Linked DNA regions of Mus musculus: regions 2, 3, 4 and 5 are each linked to region 1. The links are chromatin contacts, called in public capture Hi-C and targeted proximity ligation maps. All regions are on one chromosome and are shown on one strand. The core of a region is the stretch at or near the end of the contact, and the rest is flanking DNA. Distances in the headings are between cores, read along the strand shown. Region 1 holds the start of Ltbp3 (latent transforming growth factor beta binding protein 3). Region 2 holds the start of Batf2 (basic leucine zipper transcription factor, ATF-like 2). Region 3 holds the start of Snx15 (sorting nexin 15). Region 4 holds the start of Tsga10ip (testis specific 10 interacting protein). Region 5 holds the start of Mrpl49 (mitochondrial ribosomal protein L49).

What was found. Capture Hi-C pulls out chosen DNA fragments and counts their contacts.
Region 2: a contact with region 1 is called in a capture Hi-C map of embryonic stem cells, with 2.5 times the contacts expected there. A contact is called at or near these places in 2 of 130 datasets of targeted methods (bone marrow-derived macrophages and neural tube) and 2 of 9 other capture datasets (embryonic stem cells and liver).
Region 3: a contact with region 1 is called in a targeted proximity ligation map of pancreatic cancer cells. A contact is called at or near these places in 5 of 39 promoter capture datasets (embryonic stem cells, liver and stem cell-derived epiblast-like cells), 25 of 484 Hi-C or Micro-C datasets (B cells, the Ba/F3 cell line, the C2C12 cell line and 15 more), 13 of 130 datasets of targeted methods (the SCID.adh cell line, astrocytes, embryonic hindbrain and 7 more) and 4 of 9 other capture datasets (adipose tissue, embryonic stem cells, liver and 1 more).
Region 4: a capture Hi-C map of embryonic stem cells shows a contact between it and region 1, with 2.1 times the contacts expected there. A contact is called at or near these places in 5 of 39 promoter capture datasets (cranial neural crest, hematopoietic stem and progenitor cells, liver and 2 more), 3 of 130 datasets of targeted methods (double positive thymocytes and embryonic stem cells) and 3 of 9 other capture datasets (adipose tissue, embryonic stem cells and liver).
Region 5: a contact with region 1 is called in a targeted proximity ligation map of pancreatic cancer cells. A contact is called at or near these places in 3 of 39 promoter capture datasets (hippocampal neurons, liver and neural stem cells), 7 of 484 Hi-C or Micro-C datasets (CD8 T cells, Sertoli cells, Th1 cells and 3 more), 13 of 130 datasets of targeted methods (cardiomyocytes, effector CD8 T cells, embryonic forebrain and 10 more) and 3 of 9 other capture datasets (adipose tissue, macrophages and pancreatic islet).

Annotation. Positions count from the first base shown.
Region 1 is chr19:5,737,849-5,742,886 of GRCm38.p6, reverse strand. It overlaps Ltbp3 (latent transforming growth factor beta binding protein 3), which reads right to left and starts at 1,987. Exons shown (of 28, transcript NM_008520.3): 1 at 1,902-1,987; 2 at 325-1,552. The coding sequence starts at 646.
Region 2 is chr19:6,161,356-6,166,393 of GRCm38.p6, reverse strand. Batf2 (basic leucine zipper transcription factor, ATF-like 2) reads right to left here and starts at 1,955. Exons shown (of 3, transcript NM_028967.2): 1 at 1,841-1,955. The coding sequence starts at 1,879.
Region 3 is chr19:6,126,131-6,131,168 of GRCm38.p6, reverse strand. Snx15 (sorting nexin 15) reads left to right here and starts at 2,909. Exons shown (of 8, transcript NM_026912.2): 1 at 2,909-3,120. The coding sequence starts at 3,022.
Region 4 is chr19:5,400,147-5,405,184 of GRCm38.p6, reverse strand. It overlaps Tsga10ip (testis specific 10 interacting protein), which reads left to right and starts at 2,679. Exons shown (of 8, transcript NM_001373978.1): 1 at 2,679-2,853; 2 at 4,026-4,165; 3 at 4,248-4,951. The coding sequence starts at 2,725.
Region 5 is chr19:6,054,976-6,060,013 of GRCm38.p6, reverse strand. It overlaps Mrpl49 (mitochondrial ribosomal protein L49), which reads left to right and starts at 2,259. Exons shown (of 4, transcript NM_026246.4): 1 at 2,259-2,355; 2 at 2,935-3,085; 3 at 4,814-4,938; 4 at 5,032-5,038. The coding sequence starts at 2,278. Fau (Finkel-Biskis-Reilly murine sarcoma virus (FBR-MuSV) ubiquitously expressed (fox derived)) reads right to left here and starts at 2,067. Exons shown (of 5, transcript NM_007990.4): 1 at 2,013-2,067; 2 at 1,689-1,771; 3 at 1,442-1,586; 4 at 815-870; 5 at 490-665. The coding sequence starts at 1,763. The coding sequence ends at 540.

The DNA of each region.
Region 1 (5,038 bases), core at 738-3,237:
AATATTTACCCCCTTCTGCGTGAATTCCTACCCTTGCTCTCATCTCTCCAACCCCTTGTACGCTCCCTCTTCAAACTGAGCACCTCCCAGGAGTTCTGTGTCATCCGAGACCCGAGCTTAAGCCTCAACCCTTATCCAATACTTAAAAGCCCAGCACCTCACTCTGTCTTCCATGGACCGCAGCCTCTCAGAGCCCTGGCCCCAGATCCGCGATCGATGTATCCCAGCTCCCCATCTCTTATCCCCAATGCTCCACTCTGTTTCCTGCCTGGTGCTGTTGCCTGCCCTTCCTTATGTCCCCAGCCAGAGCCCCCTGGCCCTCACCCACGCGGAAGCCAGAACCGGTGAGCGTGTCGGTGCTGTGGCCGTTCTCTCCGATGAGCGTCATGTTGGAGCCCTGCTGACAGCTGTCCCGACACTGGCCCTTCAGACAGGTCCGCTTGCAGATCACTGGCGCAAAGACCACCTTGAAGCGTTCGCGGGCCAGCGCCCCGCCCCCGCCTGTGCCCCGCTCGCCGGCCGGCCCACCCTCGGCCCCGCCGCCGGGGCCCAGCAGCGCCAGCAGGAGTAGTGCCAGCAGCCCCAATGCCCCGGCCTGGCGCATCGCAGGGGCCAGGCCGTGGGCAGCCCCTCGGGGCCCGGGCATCCGGGGCCGCACGACCCTCGGAGATTGGAGGTCGAGCCCGAGCAGGGGATCGAGTGTTGGTAGCAGAGGGCAGAGCGGGGCGAGAAGCCAAGGGTAGGGAGGGGACAGCAGGAGCGGCCGGGATCCCCGTTGCGAGGGAGAGCGATGGAAGCTGCACTGAGGGTAGAGCGAAGAAACTTCCCTGGCCGGGAGAAACCCAGCCAGGCCCCGAACTGAGGCCGCAGCGAGGAGGCCGGAGCAAGTGGAGGCGGAGAGGAGGAGCGAGGGGAGAGGAAGGCCGGGCGGCCAGCCCGCTCCGCGCCTCCCCCTGGCCGGGCTCCTCTCCCGCGGCCGCCGGGAAGCAGGGAGCGCGCGGGGAGGACGCAGGGAGAAGTGAGCAGTTGTTTTCCCTGGCTGGAGCGCGCCGGCGGCGAGGGGGGCTGGGACGCTGGCCCGGGGCCAGGGAGACAATTTTTTTTTCTCCTCTCTCTTTTTCCTTCTGGTTCAAGCGTCTTTCGCTGCTGCCCGGAGAAGCGACGATGTGCGGCAGGGAGGGCGCCGGTTGGAGTGGGGGCAGCCCCCTAGGTGCCCGCCCCGCGCAGGAACCGACCTGGGTTCTTTCCAGAAGAATCCTCACCTGGGGACTCCGCCAGATTCCTCCGGGCGGGGTGCAGAGGCCTGTGCACACCTCCCCCGCCCAACTACTTTTCCACCTGGTCAAAATGGGGAAACCGAGGCAGATGGTCCTTGCTTGGAGGATCAGAGGTCTGTTAACTTTTGCCCATTGGCCTTTGTACATGTAGGGGTTCTCGAAGCCCTGAAGTCATGGGTCCTTATTCCTGGTCCTGTCTTCTCTCGAAGGAAAGGATTTAAGCAGGAGAGAGCACCTTCTGGCCAGGGTTTACTGGCCGGGGAGAACCCTGTGGCCTCAAGAAGAAGAGCAGAAAGAACAAAGCTAGAAACCTGGCTTCCCTGCCAATGTTCCCCCCCCCCCCCCCGCTCCTTAGAGGGCTTCCTGGTGCCCACCCTGCCACCTCCCCCCTTCCCCTCGTCTGGCCTGGCTGGCGGCGCTGGCTCTGGGCCTCAGACACTCTGGAATCGCCAAGGTCTGAGCTCAGGGCCTGGCCCCCTTCCCAGGCTAACAGCCGGAGAAGGGAGTGCTACTTGAGTGCTCAGGGGGCTGGGGAGAAGCCCAGCAGGGCCCTGGGGCAGGGGTTGACAGGGGGGTGGGGAAGGGTCTTGAATTTGCTCAAGGCTGTAGAAGAGCTAGACTTACTCACTGGTCTGAAAGGGGAGGCTGTGGTGTCCCGGATCTGGACAATACTGTGAGAACGTGCTAGGAAGCCCCAGGATCCAGTGTCTGACTCAAAAGAACTTAGTAGGGCTAAGGGTGACCAGGGTCAGAACCATGCCAAGTCTGGTTCATGCCAGGCCCTCTCCAGGGGAATCAGGGGGTGGTAATCTGATGGGAAGAGGGGGTTGGGCTCGGCTTTAGGCACACCTTTCCAAAGAGCTAATGGTGGTTTTTTTTGTTTTTTGGTTTTTTTTTTTTTTTTACTTTAAGGCTGAGTTTATTTGGGTAGCTTCGGAGGGACTGAGGGAGGCCATTTGATGAGTTCTGCTTGAATTGCTCAGTAGCTCAGGCGCTGCTCAGTACAGCCTACTGCTGCAATGCTGGCAGGGGGTGACCTCTGTGTCCCAAGAGGATTCCTTGCTGCTAGAATCTAGGAGGACTTGGGAGGGGGGACCCCTCCCCCTGCTCTAGTAACACTGTTGCAACAGTAACACTGAATACTTTCCACCTGGCAGGAGTGGTGCTGAGCGCTCTTACATTCATTTTTTCCTTTGAACTGGTGTAAACCTGACCCTCCCCTGTGCAGAGTAGGCAGAGGCTCACCTTGGAACAAGGCGCTGTCAAACAGTCCAGGCTTGGAATCTCGTGCTCTCCAAGCCTTGGAATTCTTGCCCATGGAATGAGATCTAGTCACCCAACTGTGAAACAAAAGGAGTGGTGGGCTGTGGGGGTCTGGGACAGCTTCCTTCAAACACGCTTTTCCATAGTGAAGGGAAGTAATGAGGGGAGCCTTGGGGCATGCTGGGAAGCCGAGAAAGGTGAAAAGGACTGCAATGAGTCTTGCAGAGTCAAGAGTGAGAAAACAAACAAACAAACAAACTTCCAAACCAAAAAAAAAAAAAAAACCGCTGTCCTTTCCAAGTCAGAGGAAAAGCCAGGCGAGCAACACGGTGGGAAGGGCAGAGGGCAGTGCAGCTGTGGTCTGAGTGGGTATGTAAGTCACTGTGAGGAATTTGGATCAGCGGGCACTGTATCAGGGCCGATGAGGATCTGCCCACCGCACACCTCTTGGAAGGATGTGGCTGTTTGATTTGGGACTGTGGAAAGTCGCGCCATTGTGAAGTAAATGATACAGAGAAGCAGGTGATGTGGTCTCAGGGTTTGGCTTCATCCCCTGGCAGGTGAGAGAAAAAGACAGGAGAGGGACACTATGGAGGTCCCTTTCAAGTCTTCTGAGCAGAGACACCTGAGCCCATGACAGACTGGAACATAGGCTCATTCCTGAGCACACAGGGAATGTTACTCTGTGGGAAAGGTGACTCAGTAGTTCACGAGAAGGGCCCACAGAAACAGGCAAGCTGCCATTCTTGTGCACCAGGGAGGAGAGATAGTTATCCCAGAGACCCAGTAGGGGCGTCAGAGTGACATGAAAGGAACTTGATGTGGAAAAGCCAAAAGGAACATTCTAGAAGGAGTATATGACCAGCAGCATGTGTTGCTGTGAGTGGGAGTGGAGACAACCCTTGTCTTGGGCTGCTGCAGGGACTCAGGGTCAGGAAGGAGCAATGAGTCCAGCTTAGATCGTCTGGCAGTGACTGTCCACAGATGTGATCTTTGGTAGACTCCTTAGGCTCTCAGGGCCTCAGCAAGGAGTGGCTGGTACCCTTCAGGCTGGTGAGTTAAGCAGGGTGGAGAGACTGTCTAGGAAAGACACCCCCTCCTGCTGTACTCACAGACTAATATCGGAGGGAAGACCTTACTCATCACCATTGAGGAGACTATGAGAAAAGCCTTTATATGCCCAGGCTAACTGAAGAGAACCCTGGACCTGAAGCTGCAGGGCGGGGGGGGGGGGGGGGGCGGGGGACGGACCTCAGACAACTGTGGGCCCTCAACAGACCCCTGAGTCCCTCCTTGCAGTTTGTCAGAAAGGAGCCCAAGCAATAGATGCTATCTCTAATCTCCTCTTGTTTCCAATTTTGCTGGTCCTGGCAGTGCAGTAGTATGACCACCTAATATACTGCAGGGAAGTGGAGCAGATCTGCAGGGTAAACTGAGGCAGCTGAGCACACTCGGCCACCATGCTCTACTGCCTTTTCCAGCCTTCTTGACAGCCATCCATAGCCGCCATCTTTGTAGAAGACAATTCTGTAAGGCCAAGGAGACCATGGCCATTCCAGACCATTAAGGCAGGTCTTCCCCAGCTGTCGTCCCTCCCCTGGTGTGTGCTGTCAGAGCTGTCTTTTATTTATTTTGTGTGTATATGTCTGTGTAGTTCTGTATATGGGAGGGGGACTTGTGCACATGTGGGGGGTTTGTGTGTATTCACTTGCTAGTGGAGACCAGAGATCAACTTCAGATTTTTATTTTTGTTTAGAAATACTTCTTTTGCTGGGCGTGGTGGTGCACCCTTTTAATCCCAGCACTCGGGAGGCAGAGGCAGGCAGATTTCTGAGTTGGAGGCCAGCCTGGTCTACAGAGTGAGTTCCAGGACAGCAAGGGCTATTCAGAGAAACCCTGTCTCGAAAAAACCAAAGGGGGAAAAAGAAAGAAAGAAAGAAAGAAAGAAAGAAAGAAAGAAAGAAAGAAAGAAAGAAAGAAAGAAAGAAAGACAGACTTCTTTCAGGGACCGGAGACATGGCTCAGAAGTTAAGAGACCCTGGTTCAATTCCCAGCACCCACATCGCAGCTCACAAGTATCTTTAACTTCAGTCCCAAGAGATCAGATGTCCATTTCTGGCCTCACTGGGCACTGCATGCATGTGGTGCACAGACATACTTGCAGATAAAACACTAATACACATAAAATATTTTTATTTAAATAATTTTATTTAAAATATTATTTAAATAATAATTTTATTTAAAATAATTTTATTTAAATAATAATTCCTCAAAATAATTTAAGTAATTATTTTGAGAGCTGGGCATTATGGTACATGCATTCAATCCCAGCACTCAGGAGGCAAAGGCAGGTGGATCTCTGTGAGTTTGAGGCCAGCTTGGTTTACAGAGTGAGCTCCAAGAAAGCCAAGGCTATTACACCAGAAATCATGTCTCAAAACAAACAAACAAACAAACAATTTATTTTGAGACAGAGTCTCATTATGTAGTCCTGGCTG
Region 2 (5,038 bases), core at 706-3,205, 420 kb before region 1:
CGTTGTCTTTCTCAAGCCTAGTCTCAAGAAGTCCTGTTCTCCCAAAGTCTGTCTCCTCCCTCCCATGGCACTAACAGTCCTCCTGAAGACACTGCACTCCTTACAGTAACGCCAGCCCTACCCCGTGTCTAGCTTACAGCTTACTTAATAAGTAGGGAGGGTGGGATTTGAACCCAGACCATAGCAACCTCAAACACACATTCTCAAAAGTCAGCATTGGCTTCTTCTGAGTGCAATAATCTCAATGGTAGAACAGAGGCACATGGTATTTTCCCAACTGTCCACAGACAGTGAAGGAAAGAAGGTGAGAGTAGACACCCCAGAGTGAGCTGCCATTCCTATGATCTTCCAGCCCACAACCCCACAAAGGCAGCAGGGTCAGGGTCTGATATGATCCCATGTGCCTGTCCTCAACTCAGTCTAAAGGGGCTGGCACTCACTTACTGAAACAACATTTAATTTCCTCTGTGTGTGTGTGTGTGTGTGTGTGTGTGTGTGTGTGTGTGTGTACACTGTAGGAGGACAGCCTTAAGTATCATTCATGTTCAGAAGCCATCTGCCTTCTTTTAATTTAAGTTGTGTGTATATGTGGTGACCTGTGTATGCATGTGAGTGTCTGTACCCTTGGAAACCAGAAGCAGGTGTTAAGTCCCCTGGAGCTGGAGTTACAGGTGATTTGGTTGTGAGCTGCCCCGTGAAGGTGTTGGGAACCAATCTCGGGTCCTCTCCAAGAGCAGTGAGCATTCCTAACTGGCCCCCACCTAGTTTGTTTGTTTGTTTGTTGTTTGTTTGTGAGATATAGTCTCTCACTGGTCTGGGACTCACCAGTAAGACTGGGCTGCCTGGTCAGCAAGCGCCCCTCTCCCAGGGCTGGGCTTACAGGTGCTTGCCACCTAACCAGGTGCTTTATGGATGCTAGGGACCAAGCTCAGGTCTTTAGGCTTCCGAGACAAGTACTTCACTGACTATGCTATCTCCCCATCCCTTCAACAAACATTTATTAAACATCTACTATGCACCAGGCACAAAACTAGAAGGGCACAGAAGTGGGAAAAAGAAGAAGAAAAAGGAGGAGTAGGAAGAGGAGACAAAACAAACAAATAAAATTAGGCAAAATGGCAAGATGTAATGGAAGGATTAGTTCAGGCCAGACTTGGCTACATAGTGAGTTTGAAGCCAGCCTGGGATACACGAGATCTTTCCTCAAAGCAGGAATGTCACCTACCTGGCACAGAAGAGATCTACAAGACTCCATGCTCACTCACAGGGCAGTGGGGCGGCTGCCTAGAACTGATGGAGATTCCATTGGGCAGAGAGGACTGCTCCTGAGAGCTCTGAGCCCTCCAACCCCGGGGACCACAAAACTTAAATGGAACTTGAAGTCAAATGCCTAGAGCGGGACCCTGTCTCTGTCACTCCACCTCAGGCAAGACTCCAGCCACTCTGGCTGAGGACTCTGCATGTCCCTTGGATTGTGGCTATATCCTCCTCAGGGCAAACTTCAGACCAGAATAGAGGCTGGAGAAAGACAGAGTCAGCGAGGAAAGAAGGCAGCTGTGATTTGGGAGACTAGAGAGAGAAGGGAAGGATCTGGGAAACGCTGCAAGGTGAGAGCAAATGGATTGCGAGGAAGCAGTACGCACGCATGCAGGGTCCAAGTTCAAAGCTGGAGACTGGTCTGCAGTGTGAGCGCCAGGAAGTCATTCCAGTGCCCAGGAGGAACTAAACCGTGAGATGGGAGTGTGCAGCCCAGTTCCCAGGTCACACAGATCATGGTGACCTTACTGCAGCCTTCCTTGTCTCTCTCCATAGCGTTTCTTTCCTAGTCCCCTGTACTCACTGTCTCAGTCAGCAGCTCGCTACTCCCACAGAGTTGCATGGCTTAGGCAAGGGGAAAAGAGGTTCAGTCTGGTCCTGGATGTCCCCTCAGCAGCTGTCCCCTCCCAGTGACCTATGGAGGCCCAAGGAAGTGGTGGCTCTTTAAATCCCCAGTGGCCACTCCGCCCCTAGCACACCCAGTTTCAGTTTCTCCTAAAACCATGGGCTGCCCAGAATCCCTGGCTCTTGCTCGCTCACGCTCACTCACGTGGGTGGAACTTCCTAACAAGAGCAGCCTTCCGGTTAGGCCCCTTCTCTAGAAGAAGGATGGTGGAGGGTAGATGGGAGCAGTTAACAAGACCGTATCCTGGAGAGGGCTGGCAGGATGCCAGGGACAGAACCTAGAGGAAAAGCGGGGTTGGGGTGGGGTGCGTGAAGGAGCCCCCATAGTCTCTGAGAAAGTCCAGGTTCACAGTCCACACTGGAGCTGTGCAGCTTTGAGAAGGTGATTCACCTTCTCTGAACTTTGGTTTCCTTATCTATGAAGGGTATGGGTAGGGTGGAGCAAATTTCCAGGCCTGCGGCTGGGTGTGCCTGGTGTGGTACTTGCACTGGAGAAGCAGAGGCAGGAGAATCATTCATGAGTTTGAAGCCAACCTGGGCTACATAGTAAGAACTAAAAATTCTCAAAATATAAAAGTTCCCAGGCATAACAAAAGAACTGTGACAACACGACCACTCCAAACTCTCTGAGACCGATGTTGGACTCATGCAAAAAATCAACAATCAGAGCTGGCGTGATAGTGCTCGTGACTGCACGAACCTCCAAATCTCAGGACTCAGAGGCAGAGCCCAGCAGGTATCTGAGTTAAAGGCCAGCCTGGTCTACAGAGTAAGTTACAGGACAACCAGGGCTAAATGATGAGACCCTGTCCCACTGATGATGAAGAATTTAAACTTTTTAAATTTAATTTATGCATACCAGTGTTTTGCTTGCATGTATGTCTCTGCCCTACATATATGCCCCGTGTCCTCAGAGGCCAAAAGAGGGCACTGGAGCCCCTGGAACTAGAGTTTCAGATATTTATAAGCAAAAATGTAGGCGCTAGAAACTGAACCTGGATCTTCTGGAAGAATAGCCAGTGCTCTTAATCGCTGAGTCATCTCTCAAGCCCACAAAATAAAACTTTTAAAGGAATCTTTATGTCCAAGTTTATATTTAAAAAACAAAAAGTGCTAAATCTGGGCACAGTGGCAGATGCCTATAATCCTTGGGAAATGGAGGCAAGAGGACCAGAAGGACAAGGCAGTTTATGGCTACACAGAATTGGGGTCTAGCCTGGGTTAGAAGAGACGGTGTCTCTTAATAAATAAGTAAAGTAAATAAAAATAAAAAGACTGCAATTGATTAGTAGTGTCTGCCATGTCGTGATGTCTGTAATGACCAGAGTTATGCAACACAGGAATCTTTTGCCATCTCTAGAACTGGTCCTGAAGCCAGCTTGAGCCTTAAGAGATGAGCCCTGGTGCTCTGCCCACCAAATTTATCATCCATACCTTCTGTGTGTGATCCCTTTGCTGTGGATGATAAAGTCATTCCTAGTCCACAGAGCTGTTTGAAGGGGAGGAACAGGATGAAGAGAGCCCTTCCCTATTAGAAAGCACTGCCCAGCCTGGTGCATCTTCTCTTTGAGACTTGCAGTGGATCTGGATTCTAGGATCGCTGACATATTCATAATTGAAACTGTTGGGTCGATGAGATTGGACGTGCCAGCAGGACCCTATCACCTTGCTTCTGAGAGCCCTGGGGGCAGGGGCTGAAATGGGTTGACCTAGGCTACCCATTTCTTGGAATTATTTTTGTCTCCCAGACATCGGGTAGGGTAGGGCGCTGGCTGGATGCAGCACCTGAGGGGCTCATTAAGCCTGTCTGTGAACTCCACAGGGGAACAATCTGGAGGAAGCTTGGGTATGACGTCACCCCAAAAAACACCTATTGAGAAGACTAGGGCCCAGTGTCCCTGCTTCAGCCTGCAGTTCTAACTAGACTCCTTGACTTCCTAGACCAGGGGCTTCCAGGAGAACTGGACAGTCTACAGGGGCGCCTCCTCCTGGGAGACCACATCTCCAGAGGAAGAGGAAAGGGGGGTGTTTATGGCTTGATCTTCAGAAGGGAGAGGGAGTGGCGGGCGGGGATGGGTACAGGGTAATGTTTAACCTTAAATGGCCCTGCAAGCTTCCCTGAGAGGTGGATGGACTTCCAGACCAGTGAGACTACACGCCCTGACCCCTCGCTCAGCCAGGGACCTCATCACCTCACACCAACACAATAGCCTGGATGGCTTACACAGTGCTTATTCCCCATAGCTCTAGAGGCAGAAAAGCCCCAAAGCAAGACAACAGCAGGTTGAGCTCTTGTTAAGGGTTGCCAGGGTCTCATTGTGTAGCCCAGGCTAGCCTTAAACTTTCAGAGATGCTTTGGACTTAGCCTCCAGAGCACTGAGATTCCAGGTGTGTAGCACCAAGTTCTATCGTTTGGCAGAGCTTTGTGTTCTTGTTATCTAGGTCAGGGTCTCACTAGGTAGCCCTGGCTGGCTTAGGACTCTATGTGCATCAGGCTGGCCTTAACGTAATGCCTCTGCCTAGTGAGTTACCATGTTTGGTGGTGGCAGCTGCTGCTGCTGCTACTACTGTTTGTCATTGTCACTGTCCTCCTCCTCCTCCTCTTCTTCCTCTTCCTCCTTTTCTTTTTGAGGGAGGGTCTTACTATGTAGCCCAGGCTGGCCTCCTGAAGTTGGTACAACTACAGCCATGTGACACTATCTAACTGAAGGTTTGGTGTTTGAAACATGAATTTGGAGAAAACACTGACATTAAATACATTCCTAAAGGGTGGGGTCATAAAACCCAGAGAGTTAAGGTCTCCCACCCCAGGGAGGCAGAGCTGGAAGGAGAACACAATCGCTCTTTCGTCCAAGCTCCCAGTCTTCTCTGTCAAGCTCTTGGGGGCCTGTGACCCCTGCAGGGTGGTGGGTGGAAGTTGGGGGTTTCCCAGTACCTGAGGTCCAAAGCAAGTATCTGCCTTGCTCTCAGAAGTGACCCAATGTCTCAAACACTGCCTTCAGCTAACAGATGCTCCGTCAGCACATGAACAAATTAAAGGTGGGAAGCTTCAATGTGGAGACATCAGACATCCAGGCTCCCCAGCATTTCCCTGGAA
Region 3 (5,038 bases), core at 1,660-4,159, 390 kb before region 1:
ATGCCCGGCTCCAAGGCAACTCTTATTAGGACAACATTTAATTGGGGCAGGCTTACAGGTTCAGAGGTTCAGTTCAGTATCATCAAGGCAGGAGCATGGCAGCATCCAGGCAGGCATGGTGCAGGAGGAGCTGAGAGTTCTATATCCTTCACCTGAAGGCTGCTGGTGGAAGACTGACTTCCAGGCAGCTAGAATAGGGTGTTAAAGCCCACACCCACAGTGGCACACCTACTCCAACAGGGCCACACCTTCTAAGAGTGCCACTCCCTGGGTCAAGCATATACAAACCACTACATTCCACTCCCTGGTCCCCATAAGCTTGTTCAAACACAGGAGTCCATGGAGGCCAAACCTACCCACAGCATAATAAAAAAGTACATTTAGTCCAACTTCCAAATCCCCAGTCTATAGCAGTCTCAGCGATGTTAAAGGTCCAAAGCCTCCTCTTAGATTCACCCAATCGCCTAGCTGTAATCAGCTGGGCAGACTCCACACTCTGCATCTCCATGTCTGATGTCAAAGCGATCTTCAGATCTCCAACTTCTTTTTTATCTTTGTTGGCTACAACAAACTTCCCTTTCCTAGGCTGGTTTTACTCCGTTAGCAGCTTTTCTCAGCAGATAGCCCATGGCTCTGGCATCTCGAACATCTTGGGGTCTCCAAAACAACTTCAGTGTTATAGCTTCTTGTTTCAGTGTCTGGGATCCACACATGATCTTCCGGGCTCCTCCAAAGGGCTGGCGTCACTTCTCCAGCTCTGCCCTCTGTAGCACTCTAAGCTCAGGTTGATCCACTCCACTGCCACTGCCATTCTTGGTGATCATCCCATGGAACTGGCATCTCCAACACGCTGGGGTCTTCTGCTGCAATCAGGCCTCAACCAATAGCCCCTCACAGGCTGTCTTCATGGTGCCAAGCCTCAACTCCTTTGCATGACTCCTTCAGTCCTGGGCCACCAAATACAACTGAGGCTGCACCTTCACCAATGGCCTTCCATGGCCTCTCACAGTGCCAAGCCTCAGCTGCTCTTCATTGACCTCTTCATGTCTTCAAAATCAGTACCACCTGGGTGACTCTTATACATTACCAAGTGCCTTGGCTATCTCTGGAACCCAGCTTCTTTATGCTCTCAGAAAACACTTCCTAGAAGACACCATGACCAAGGCAACCCTTATAAAGGACATCATTTAATTTGATCAGGCTTACAGGTTCAGAGGTTCAGCCCAGTATTATCAAGGAAGTAGCATGGCAGTATCCAGGCAGACATGGTACAGGAGAAGCTGAGAGATCTACATCTTCATCTGAAGGCAGCTGGTGGAAGACTGACTTCTAAGGCAGCTAGAATGAGGAGAGTCTCAAAGCCCACACCCACACACCTACTCCAACAGGGCCAAACCTTCCAATAGTACCACTCCCTGGGCTGAGCATATACAAACTATAACAAATGGTTTATTTTCTTGTTTGTTTGTTTGTTTGTTTTCGCCCTCAAAACAGAGATTCACCTGCCTCTGCCTCCTTAGTGCTGGGACTAAAAGTGTGATGTACCACCGCAGCCAACATCTCAGATTAAAAAAAAAAAAAGATCTATTTATTTATTATATGTAAGTACACTGTTGCTGTCTTCAGACACCCCAGAAAAGGGAGTCAGATCTCATTACAGATGGTTGTGAGCCACCATGTGGGTGCTGGGATTTGAACTCAGGACCTTTGGAAGAGCAGTCAGTGCTCTTAACTGCTGAGCCATCTCACCTCAGATTTTTTAATGGTTCTTTTTTTTAATGATTTATTTATTTATTATATTTACATATTTACATGTATTATATTTACAGCACACTGTAGCTGTCTTCAGACACCCCAGAAGAGGGCGTCATACCTCATTATGAATGGCTGTGAGCCACCATGTGGTTGCTGGGACTTGAACTCAGAACCTTTGGAAGAGCAGTCAGTGCTCACAACCGCTGAGCCATCTCTCCAACCCTTAATGGTTCTTTTATCCACTCTTTCCTATTTGAAGATGGGATTTCTGGTAGTGGTGGGATGTGCTGCAATCTATGTTTAGTGATAATCTTCCACACCAATTTGGCCTTGATCAATTGGTGTTGGGTTTTCGCTATCCCTGTGTTGTGCCAGCATGCCTCTTGATCTGATCTGTTACAGAAGATACTGTGTCAGGTACCACTTTCCATAGATGAAAAACTAGATGCATGCAGTTACAAGAGGGAAATGTAATGCTTACCAAGGATTTCAGCATTTGGGAGATGGAAATTGGAGGGTCAGAAATCCAAGGCCAGCCTCAACTACATAGAGAGTCTGAGGCCAAACTGGGCTACATGAGATCATCTCAACGTCCAACCTCCCCAAATTTGAAGCAGTTAAGGGGAATTCAAATACGTGTAAGTGTTGTGATTTCAGAGCCTCTGTCACTATCCAGTTTTTTCAGCATCAGAAAATGTCAGTGTGTGTCGTTCCCCCCACCCCCCAATCCGCACAGGGAGGCAGGGAACTTGGCTCTGCTAGGCACATTTTGAACACAATAAAAGTTGCATGGGTTAGACCCTATGCCAAGCACCTGAAGTTCCAGATACTCAGGAGGCTTAGGTAGGAGAATATTTTAAGCCCAGAAGTTGGTCAACACAGCAGAGATCTTAGCTTAAAATAATTCATAAATAAGAGGCTGGATGAGTGTAAAGAAGATAAATAAAGAAACGTTTCGGAGGTCTGTAAGGAGGGTTTACGTTAGGGGGAAGTGGGTTCAATCACATGCCAGGATGCCAGCTGGTAAATCCTCTCCCAAACAACCAATCCTTAGTCTCTACCTAGAACTCCGCTTTACCAATGACCTAGAACTTGTCAGACACTCCCTTAGCCACGCCCCCAAGCCAAGAACGGTTGTGTCACTTGCGACTAGGTCCCTGGGCCTGAAGAAGGGCGCAGGCCGGATCCTGGCAGTGGCAGTAGGCTCAACACGCGGGGAGCGGGGGCGACGTGCAGGAGGAGGAGCCGGCGACCGGCTCCGCTGTCATGTCGCGCCAAGCGAAGGATGACTTCCTGCGACACTACACAGTCTCGGACCCTAGGACCCACCCCAAGGGTTACACAGAGTACAAAGTAACCGCTCAGGTGAGGTGGGACCCAGCGGGGGAGCATTACCCTTTTAAGCAGCTCCGGATCCGTGCTGTACCTTAAAGGCAAAGAGCTTCAAGGAGGTCGCGGTTTGGCCTACACAAATAGATTTCCCCTTTAAGAGGCGCCTGAGACAGAAGATTTAAGGCGCCTCACCTCCTGGGGCGGGGCTAAGGGTCATTTTTTAAAGTCTGTGGAGCTTGGCTCTGCGCTTGGCCCGGTACCCCCTCTCTGTTGTTGGTGATGTCTAGATGCGGTCTACGAATTTCTCAAAGCAAGAAAACTCCGGATTAACCTAAATATTCCTTCTCTAATCGCTTAGAGTAACTTTTGGTAATTTTCCCTGCTTGATCCGTAAAAGCCCCACCACCACCTTTTTATTTATCTATCTTTTCTTTTTTTGAGACAGCCCTGGCTTTTGCGAACTCACGATGTAAACTAGACTGGCCCGGAAGTCACCGAGACCCTCCTGCATCTGCCTCCCAAGTGCTATGATTAAAGGCGTGCACCACCAGGACCAACTATAAAAAAAGCTCTTTAAAAGTTTAAATGTATGTGTGTGTGTATATACACATATACACATATAATTTTATTATACTATTTATATATTATATATATATAATTTGTGTGGTTTTAAAAACTCACGCAAAAAAAAAAAAAGACTGGTCTTAACAGATAAGGAAGTCAATAAGCTGAAATTGGTGTTTGTAACAATAAAACTTAGAATGAGCTCGTAGAAACATCAGCATGAAAGAATGCTTTTAGAATTTTACCCAAGGTAACTATGGAGGTCTCCAATGGGAGAAACCGGGTTGCTGCGGAAAGACTGACTATATATTTTCTTGTACTTAAATTTTTTTCAACTTGGCAACTGTTTGATTAGTGGCTTGTCGACTGTTAAAAGGAAGCAAACACATACAAGTCGCTCCCAAAGCAATCTAAGTCAGAGTCTTAGATACGTCAAGAGTGTTCCGGGGGTTTACTTTTTCATGCCAAAAAATACAAATATAATAATTGTCTCTAGGAAGATGCCGGAGGGTAGAAAGGATGACAAGGCATTCAGAACCCTTATGTCTTCCTGTTAGCCTTTTAGATCTAGTCACATGCCTTACACATGCATAGAGTTGTTTTTTTTTTCCAGTGCTAGGGTTGAACTCATGGCCTCCCACATTTTAGAGAACTCTCTCTCTCTCTCTCATTCTCATTCTCTCTCTCTCTCATTCTCTCTCTCTCTCTCTCCATGTCTCTCTCTTGCCACAGCACCCTACAAGATGATCCTTTTTTTATTTTATAGATTTATTTACTTAATTTTTTTCTTTATTTATTTCGAGGCATGTTTTTTCCCTGTAGCCCTGGTTGTCCTGGGACTTGTGTTGTAGACCAGGCTCAAACAGAGATCCATTTGCCTCTGCCTCCCCAGTGCAGCATCCCTAGGGATTAAAAATGTGTACTACCCCTCCTGGCTTATTTACTTAAAGATTTAAAACGTAGTTGTTTTTTTAAAAAACAAAAACATCTGTGCACTCTCCATGCAATACCAAAGGAGGCCAGAAGAGGGTGGTAGATCCCTATTGATTGGAATTACAAGCGCTTGTGTGCCCTCACGTTGGTGCTGGGAATAGAACTTCTGTCCTCTAGAAAGCAGCCAGTGCTCTTAACCTGAGCCATCGATCCAGCTCCAGATTTATTTAATTTTATATGTATGAATATTTTGCCTGTATGTATGTTTATGTACCAAATACAAGCCTGGTGAGATCAAAGGTCAAAAGAGGTCTTGAATCTCCTGGAATTGGACTTAGAAATTATTTCTATCTGCCATCTCAGTGCTGGGAACCAAACCCAGGTCCTTGGCTACAGCAGCGAGTGCTTTTACCTGCTGAATCATCTCTCCTTGTTTCTGGCTGATGTACGTGTC
Region 4 (5,038 bases), core at 1,430-3,929, 340 kb after region 1:
GGGCTACAGAGTAAGGCCCTCTCTTGAAAACAAACAACAAAAAACCCTAAACAACAAACAAACCTGTCTCAGGCAAAAGTGCAATGGGTTGGAAACTTCTGCCTGTAATTCCAATATATGAGAGGTGGAGACAGGCGCTGAAGAGTTCAAATCCATCCTTTGCTACATATAGCTTGAGGCCAGTGTTCAAAACATAAGACCTTGCCTTTAACAAATAGAATAATTTCTATGATGGTTAATTCTGGGTGTCAACGTCACCAGACTAAGTAGTCAATAGAGCACAGATGCTTCCAGAAGCTAGACCACGAGTCTTAGTGAACTAAGCAGGGAGATGGGCCCCGGCAGCTGATGGGCATCATCCACGCAGCTGGAGCAGCTGGGGTAGACACAGGAAGAAAACAGGACTTTTCAGGAGCTCTGCTAACTTCTGCTGCCACCAGAATTCCAGGCTCCTGGGTGGCAAGGTGGTTGGCTTAGCAGGTAAAGGCACTTGCCGTCAGGCCTGATGGCTTGAGTTCAATCCTCAGGAAGGACTCCTAGAGTTTTGCTGTCTTCTGACCTCCAGATATATGCGGTGGCATGTTGGTGTCCCCCCATCCCCCAGATACACACACAATAAAATTTTTCTGAGTTCGAGGCCAGCCTGGTCTACAGAGTGAGTTCCAGGACAGCCAGGGCTACACAGAGAAACCCTGTCTCGAAAAACAAACAAACAAACAAACAAACAAACAAATTAAAAGAACTCAAGCGTCTCTGGCCTTTGCCCCAGGGAGCTCTGGTTCTCAGGCTTTTGACCATGAACTATAAGTTATAAGAGGAGTTCCCTGGCTCTAAGTTTTTCAACTTTTTCTGAAGCCCCACTGCTGCTGGTATCTCTATCTTGCAGGCAGATGATCTATTGTGGGGCATCTGAGCCATCCTCGTTACATAAGTTAATTCCATGAATAAGTTTCCTGTCCTATATATCTCTACGCCTTACTTAGCATGTCTCACTGAAGAATACTAACAATACAGGCATGCCACAAAGCTTTATAGTGACTTGACACAAACTAAAATCATCTGAGAAGAGGAAACCTCCGTTGAGAAAATGCCTGTGTCAGATCAGGCTGTAGCAAGCCTTTAGTCTTAATGACTGATGTGGGAATGCCCAGCCCATTGTGGCTGGGGTCATCCCTTGGCAGGTGGGCCTGGGTTCTATAAGAAAGAAGCAGAACAAGTCATGGGGAGCAACACAATAAACAGCACCTCTATGGACTCTGCATCAGCTCCTGCCATCAGGTTCCTGGCCTGCTTGAGTTCCTATCCCGAATTTCTTGGATGATGAACTATGTATCCAAGCAAACTCTTCCCCCACCCAACTTGCTGTTTGGTCATGGTGTTTTATTGTAGCAATAGAAACAGTAAAATGACAGGCTTATTCTTTTTTCTTTTCTTTCTCTCTTCCTTCCTTTCTTTCATATATATACTGCAGCTGTCCTCAGACACACCAGAAGAGGGCATCCGATCCCATTATGGATGGTAGTGAGCCACCATGTAATTTCTGGGAATTGAACTCAGGATCTCTGGAAGAACAGTCAGTGTTCTCAACTGCTAAGCCATCTCTCCAGACCCAGGCTTATTCTTTTAATTGAAAATTAAATCATATTTTGAACTTTATTGTATTTGAAATTTTTATTTTAATTGAAATTTAAAATTGTATTTTGCCCAGCGGCTATTCGGTAATCCTATGTTCTTCTTCCCTTTAAGCCTAGTGGCTCAGTGGCAACTTCCAACCACTCATCATGTGCTCCCCCAATTATGAAGTGAACCAGGAGTTCTCAGATCCAATGGGCCCTTACATGGCTAGAGAGGTTTAAAATATGTACATGCCAGCTGGGTGTGGTGGCGCACGCCTTTAATCCCAGTGCTCTCTTGAAGCAGAGGAAAAGCAGAGGACGGTATGTTCAAGGACGGCCTGGCCTATACAGTGACTTTCAGGCCAGCTAGCTAGGCTACATGTTTTTGTGTTGGTTTTTGATTTTTTGAGTCAGGGTTTCTCTGTGTAGCCCTGGCTGTCCTGGAACTTACTCTGCAGACCAGGCTGGCCTCGAACTCAGAAATCTGCCTGCCTCTGCCTCCCGAGTGCTGGGATTAAAGGTGTGTGCCACCACTGCCCAGCATGTTTTGTTTTTGTTTTTGTTTTATTTTTTAATTTTTAATTTTTTTAGGCTACATGTGAGACACTGTCTAAAATAAGCAAAACAAAATGCTCAAAACAAAGCCAGTCAATGTATAAATATACACCATTAGGCTCAGGAAACAAGTATGGCTGAAGTTCTGTCATTCTCAGGTTGAGGGGCTTGCTGCCTCTCTGAGGGACACAGTATCCTGCGGCCAGAAGGCCATGGCCTGCCTTGTGCAGCAATGGGGCATTTTCACAGGACCTGAGGGCCCTTTGAGGTGACAAGTTCTGATATCCCTTCAAAAGCAGATGGATAAACATAGGCCTAGAGAAGTAGGGAGCTTATACCAGGTCAGGTTGCAGGGGCAGAGGCAAGGCCCAAGGCAGTTCTGGGCGCTGTTGAACACAGTCTCGTAAAGGAGACCAGCAGAACTCTGGCTGATCGCTACCGAGTACTTTTTGCTGGAATCATTCAGACCGGTCACAGCCTGGTTGTCATGGAGATGGCAGAGAGGGCAGTTCCAGAGCTGGCAGGTAGGGGTGGGAGAGGGCAACATGCCAATATGCTAAACACTGACCAACTGTTGGTTAGGGCCTTATCGGAGAGACCAAGGCAGAGTACAGAGCCCTTGGTTCCAGGGACATCTACAGGGCTGTTCAGACTTCTATCAAGCATCTCTCCGGAGGACCAGGTGAGGGAGGCAGGCCCAGTTGGGGAGCTTCAACCGCCCATTGGCATCTTAGGCCAGAAGAGGTCAGCCCTGGCTAAGGCTCTTGAGGAAACGTAAGACTGGAGCTCAGGTCCTGGTAACAGTTGGGAATGCCTGGGACAAGGACCACAGAGGACAGATGGAGCAGTTTGGGAACACTGCAGGGAGGAAAGGAGTTTAGGGAAATAAAAACCCTTCCTTCCTTCCTTCCTTCCTTCCTTCCTTCCTTCCACTAAGGAACTTGTCACTTCCTCAGCACTAAGTCCAGAGCCCTGGGTGACATCCAGAAAAATGTGAGCTTTTGTTGTGGGTGGTGTGGCTTGGTGTTTTGGGGTGCCAGCAGTGGATGGCTTGTTGGGCAGTCTCCTACCAAATTACCTGATCTGGGCTGTCCTGGAGCTCACAGTCCTCCCCTCTCTGCTTCCTGCGTATCTGGGGTTACAGCTGTGTGTCATCACACCCCGATATTTTTCTAAAATTTAAAGAAGTCCAAACCAGGCATGCTGGTGCAGCCTGTCATCCCAACACTTGGGACACAGAGGCAGGAGGATCAGTAGTTCAAAGCTATCATCAGCCAAGCCATGGTGGCACATAACTTTAATCCCAGGCAGGTTGGCCTCTGAGTTGGAGGCCGAGTCTACAGAGTGAGTTCCAGGACAGTTAGGGCTCCACAGAAAAGCACCATCTCAAAACAAAGCTATCTTCAGCTATACAGTGAGCTTGAGACCGTCCTCAGCTACACAAGACACCATCTCAACAAGACAACAAAAACTAATAATATTTATAAATATTTTAATATTTATTATATTATTTTTAAATATTTAATATTTATTATATGTAAGTACATTGTAGCTGTCTTCAGACACTCCAGAAGAGGGCGTCAGATCTCATTACAGATGGTTGTGAGCCACCATGTGGTTGGTGGGATTTGAACTCCGGACCTTTGGAAGAGCAGTCGGGTGCTTTTACCCACTGAGCCATCTCTCCAGTCCAGCTTGTGCTGTCTTAACAGAAGAGGTAGTGAATGATCAGAGAAGGTTATAGGCAGCCACAGCACAGTCTAGACAGAGAGGAAGCCCCTGGGAGGTGAACCTGAAGAGGAAGCACCATATGGGAGGCTAGTCAGAGCTCCCCTCTTCCCTGTCCCTGCCCAGAGGTGCCTTGGGAGTGGTGACAGTCTCCAGAGTCAGAGCTGCCAGCTACAAAGATCTTACAGCGCAGGGCAGACAACAAAGAAAGAGCGAAAGGCCCGGAGGCGGAACAAGAAAGGCCGTGGCTCAGCTGAGGCAGAGGAGTAAGTTGCTGGGGAGGGACTGGAAGGTGCACTGGGGACTAGGAGGACCCTCATTCTGACTTCTCTCCTCTTCCTCCTGCAGTCTCTTCAGTCCACCTTCTCGAAAGCCTTCCTTCCCTTTCCAGTGGGCCTGGGAGAGCTTCATCATAGATGGCCAGGCTCTGTTTCAGTCAAGTTCCTCTATGGCCATGGGCCATCGACCCCTGCTCCTCCCTCCAGCAGCCCCCCAGTGCAAGTCCAGGCACAAGTCAGTAGCCAACCTCTCAGAAGACCTTCGAGCCTGCCACAAGATGGAAGAGCAAAGCGTGGGGAGGAGACATCACCTAGGGGGCTGGGCCAACTTTCCCCTGCCTCTGAGCAAAGTGGAGAGTCAAGGGCTAGATCAACCTAGCTTCTGGTTATCAGGGAAAGGGTCAGGATCAGAGTCTGAGGATGTCTTAGAGATAGAAGGCCAGAATTCTGAAGAGGCTGAGAAAAGTCTCAGCTCTGGGGAACTGCCTCAGCTCCCAGGGCAGAGCTTGATCTTGGAGGAGGAATTGATATCAGAGGCGATGGAGGAGGAACACAGCGACCCCCACAAGGGAAAGGGCAGTTCTGTCAATAAGGGGGGGAATTCTGGAGAGAAGGGCTCAGAAGAGGGGGAGCTGCAGAGCCACAACCAGGGAAGCAGCTCTAGCTTCAACAGTCTCCGAAAGCCACAGAAGGGGATCTCAAGGGCCAAGGACCTGAAGGGGCCCTGGGACCTGGAGCGGCTACACAGGCAGTTACAGGAAGAACTGGAATGTGGTTAGTACCGCAGGGAGGCCTGAGGTGCCGCCATCCTGGGAACTCTGTGCTCAGATGGAGGGGTGGGGTCGGCGGTAGAAGCTGGGG
Region 5 (5,038 bases), core at 1,010-3,509, 320 kb before region 1:
AAATTTAGTTTGTATTGTTAAGCATTATGAGGTCTATAGAGGGGTAGATGGGTGATCTGCCTTAGTGGATCATCTATAGGGCATGCCTGTAACAAAAACACTAGTGCCGTCATAATGGAAAGTGAACCAACACAAACCCAAAAGCTGTCTGGCAGAGCCCATAGAATCTGTACCTTTCCAATACCACTTGTCACATTTCTGTATTTCGGCTCAGCTATCCTTTCAGTAAACACATCCTCTGTGATCTTCTAAGGATTCCTTGTTTTTTTGTTTTGTTTTTCAAGACAGGGCTTCTCTGTGTAGCCCTGGCTGTCCTGGAACTCACTTTGTAGACCAGGCTGGCCTCCAACTCATAAATCCACCTGCCTCAGCCTCCCAAGTGCTGGGATTAAAGGCGTGCCCCACCACTGCCCCCCCCCTTTTTTTCCTACTTGAGACCAAGGCACTTTGCTAGCCTCTAGTCACAGCCTTACAAATGAAGAAAACATAAGAAGTCTGGACACAGTGGCTTTATTAGCATGGCAGGGTGGCAATAGGACTTAGGAATTGGCATTGGGGCCCTTCTTCTTCCCAAAGGTGGGCACAACATTGACAAAGCGCCGGTTGTACTGCATTCGCCTCTTGGCCCGGCCTGTCTTCTTCTTCTTCTTTTCCTGTTTGGCCACCTGAGGAAAGGAAGGACTGATCAGACCCTGGGTGACCTCTCCCATGCCTGCCCACCAGCTTCTCTCCATAAGAGAACACAGACGGGAAATCCAAAGGCCTTCACTTGGCTGTGATAGAAAGAAACAAAGTCCAAACACCAATCACTCACCTTGGGAGTCTGACCTCTCACTTTTCCAGCCCGAGCCAGGGAACCGTGAACTTTACCTGTGTTAGGGGTGGGGAAAGGGATCAGGTTAAGTAGCAAGGTCACGCCCAGAGCAACTCTTCCTCCCTCAACTCTTGAGCTTTTTAATGACAAGTTGGGCCCAACAAAGAATGAAAGTTGCACAGGCTTAGAGACAGGGTCACAACATAGCTGTCCACGTCTTGTCTTCCACTTCAAGTCACAACCAGTTTGTGCAGTGCTGAGAGCTGACAGATACTAAGGCAAGGACTCTAAAAACCAATCCATACTCTTAGCTAACATTCTACACACAGAGCAAAGACAGGAGGAGCACACTGAGAACCTAATAACAAGACTTTAATTATTATTACTTTCCTTTTGCTTTTTTCCTAGACAGAGCTCCTCTGTGTAGCCCTGGTTGGCCTGGAATTCACAGTGATCCGATTGCGTCACTGCCTCCCTACCACCAGGTTTTAGTGGGGATACTGAAAACCAGACTTAACTATCACTACGATCTAAAGTCCCTAGAAGGCACAAGTATACTATCAGAGAAAGGACCTATCACATGGTTTACCTACAGACATTCCATTAGCTCTGAAAAAAAGCACTCACCTCCCAGCATGCGGCCTGCTACTTCCAGAGTGGTCAGGGCCTCTACGCCACACTGGCCTAGGGTGGCCTCATCCTCCAGCGGCGAGCCTGCCAGAAGCACGACTTGATCTTCGGGGGCAATGCCTTCCAGGGAGGCCACATGATCCTTAAGGAAAAAAAGGAGCAATGTTTATAAGTAGACAAACTTTCCCCGTGGGCCTGGAGGTAAAGGAGTGCAGTTAGGAATCAGGGATCAGTACATACTTACTTTGATCTGGGCGACCGTCTCCTGGCCGGTCACCTCGAGGGTGTGTAGTTCCTGGGCGCGGACAAAGAGCTGCATGTTGGCTACTGAAGGAAGAAAGGCTTGTGAGTGATGATAGGGAGCAGCCCAGGAGAAAGGTCGCGGTACGGTAATCAAGGCGGGGGATTGCGCGGTCTCCCATGCGGAAGGCCAGGCTCGCCGGGGACCCGGATGGAGACGGAGCGAAGGCCGCAGAACCGCCCTTGTACTTTGCCTTCCCCGCACCCTCTGAGCCCGTAGACCGCTGGCTACCGAGCGCTCCTGGCCCAGCAGTCCCCCGTGTCTCACCTAGCCCGCGGACGCCGCTGCTGCTACCGCGAAGATGGAGTCAAGAAAGAGGAAGAAGTGGGGGCGCGCACGTCCTCACCGCCTGCTGCGTGTGACGTCACTGCAGCGCGACCGCGCGGATCGCTGGTGGTTTGTACCGCCCACCGCCGTCCCAGCCCGCCCCTTACGCTGTACGCAGGCGTTCGGTCCTTGTGGCCTGCGCGCGCAGAGGGAGGCGGGGCGAGCCCGGCTGCGCGCGCATATGACACTCAGTTGAGGCGCCAAGATGGCAGCAGCGGTGTTGCGAGCCGCTTTGCAGGACTGGAGGAGCTGCCTCGGTCGGAGCTACGGGCGACGGAAGCTGGTAAGAGCCCGGTGGACAGAAGGCTGTGTGTGAGCCTCACTGTTGCTCATGACCACCCTGAACTTCGTATTCCCTCACGAGGCCTTAGATTTGCTATGTACTCCGCTTCATTTTATGGAGGGTAGATTGAGGGTGGAGAGGGCAGGTGCAGAGCCTGGACTGCGCTTGGAGAGTCTGGGTTTGGGAATGTGGCTGCCGCATCCCAAGAGTTGGGTAAGACCGAGAGCAGCTGTATGTCCCCGCTCGGTGCCTGATCGATCAAGCATGTCATTTCGGAGTTAAAGAGTTTCAAAAACATGTTCAAAGACAAATACTGAAGAGTACTGTATAGGTCAGTCGTATGCTTAATCGGCTTTTCCGGATTATGCACGTTTGCCATTTGAGTCCTGGAGAGGTCTTGGGATTCTGACTGAGAATTTTCTTTCAGGTCACTCCCACCCCCACCCCCGGTATCATGCACACTAAAATATCCAAGTCTGGTGCTTTTCTCAGTTCAAGTTTTTACTCATGCTTTTTTTTTTAAGCTAAAGTTCTCCTGTGTTAATTAAACTAAAGGAAAGATGGTTTGTTTTGCCTTAGAGCCAGACCCAGGGGCCTCCTGATAACCCCGGCTTTGTGGAGTCTGTGGATGAATACCAATTTGTGGAGCGCCTGCTCCCCCCTACCAAAATCCCAGAGCCACCAAAACATAAACATTACCCCACTCCTAGTGGTTGGCAGCCTCCCAGAGGTGAGTTGAACAATAGAGGCTTTGGACTTTCCAGTGGGTTTCGAAGTTCTAAGATGTAGGAGGGTTAGTATTGTCCTGCCCCTGGGGAAGGTACCAACAGCAGCACCCTATGTTCCTGGGGTGAGGTCTTACCTTGTAGTGAAAAAGCAGAGAAGACCCATGTGTGTGGAGTTCTCTTCTTCCAGTCCAACGAACCCTATGTAAATTCAACAAAATGGGTATCATCTCAGTATGTGAAACCTTAATGCAGAGTCCAGTGTGGGGTTTTTGTTTTGTTTTGTTTTGTTTTGTTTTGTTTTGTAAAGTCTCATTGCCAGTACAAGGTTTTAGGACAGTTGGAACTACAGAGAGACCAAGAGGGCTGAAGAGGTTGCTTGCTCATCAATTAAGAGCACTAGCTTCTCTTCCAAGGAACTCAGGTTCAATTCCCAGGACCTACCCACCTGGTAGCTCACAACCATGTGTAACTCCAATTCCAAGTGATCTGACAGCCTCACAGACATGTAGGCAAACCACTAATTCACACACACACACACACACACACACACACACACACAAAACCCAATAAGAATCCCTTTAACTCCCATCTCTTTGTTCCAGATGCTGTCAGCCTCACTGGGTCAATGGGAAAGGAGAGAGTAGTCCCCGAGCTGAGGGGTAGGGGGTGGGGGGTCCCCAAAGATGCAGGTAGATAGATACACACATACTCTAGTAAACTGCTTTTATTTGTTTTCTTAAAATATTTATTTATTATATGTGAGTACACTGTAGCTGTCTTCAGACACACCAGAAGAGGGCGTCAGATCTCATTACAGATGGTTGTGAGCCACCATGTGGTTGCTGGGATTTGAACTCAGGACCTTTGGAAGAGCAGTCGGCACTCTTAACCGCTGAGCCATCTCACCAGCCCCTTATTTATGTTTTTAAGTAAGTGTGTGTAACCCTGGCTAGCCTAGTTTTTAATCTGTGGATCACACTGGCTCCAAACTCAGAAATTCCACTACTGGGATTAAAGGAATGTGCCACCATGCCTGCCTTCATTTGTTTGCTTGTTTGTAGACAGGGTTTTTCTGTGTAGCTCTGGCTGTCTTGGAACTCACTTTGTAGACCAGGCTGGGCTCAGAAGCCTTTCTCAAGAAGCCAGGCTTTAAGCTGCTCATCAAAGTAGCCCTTGATTCGAAGGGTACCTGTCACCTCATTAACCTGGGTGATAGGTGTCTTTCCCAGCAGTGGGCTCAGAAATTCTTCCACATCCTTCTGTAGGGTCTGGGGAAAGATAAACTCCAGTCACCAGTTTCCAATCACAGGACCCCATGCCTCTTCCTCCAGAGTGCTGGGATTAAAGTGTAAGCCAGCATGCCCAGCCTGACTTCTAGGCATGAATAGTCGTGCCCACCTTCTTTTCTGTTGTGCACTTAGATGGTAGCAGGTCTATGTGGGGACCATAGGACCAAGGTAAAAATTCAGCCTTGACTCTATGAACTGAAGAACAGAGATGATCTGCAGTCTAAGGCAGTCTTGTCCATTAGGATTTAATACATTATAGCAGGTGCAGCAGGCCTGTAATCGCAGAACTTGGAGGTGGAAAGAGTTCAAGGTCTTAGCTATATAGAGTTTGAGACCAGCAAACCCTGACAGAGCCCTTTGCAGCTTCGGTGAGGGGAAAGGCCTTGGTTGAGGTGGATGAGGCTATGATAAGCTGGCTTTTTATACTGTATCCCTTTATAGATCCTCTTCCCAGCTTGCCCTACTTTGTTCGTCGCTCTCGGATGCACAATATTCCTGTCTACAAGGAGATCACACACGGCAACCGACAGATGACCTTGATTCGGAAAGTGGAAGGTGACATCTGGGTAAGTGGCTTGGGTGTGTACCCGAATCTTCCAGGGATGAAGGCATGGGGTCCTGTGATTGGAAACTGGTGACTGGAGTTTATCTTTCCCCAGGCCCTAC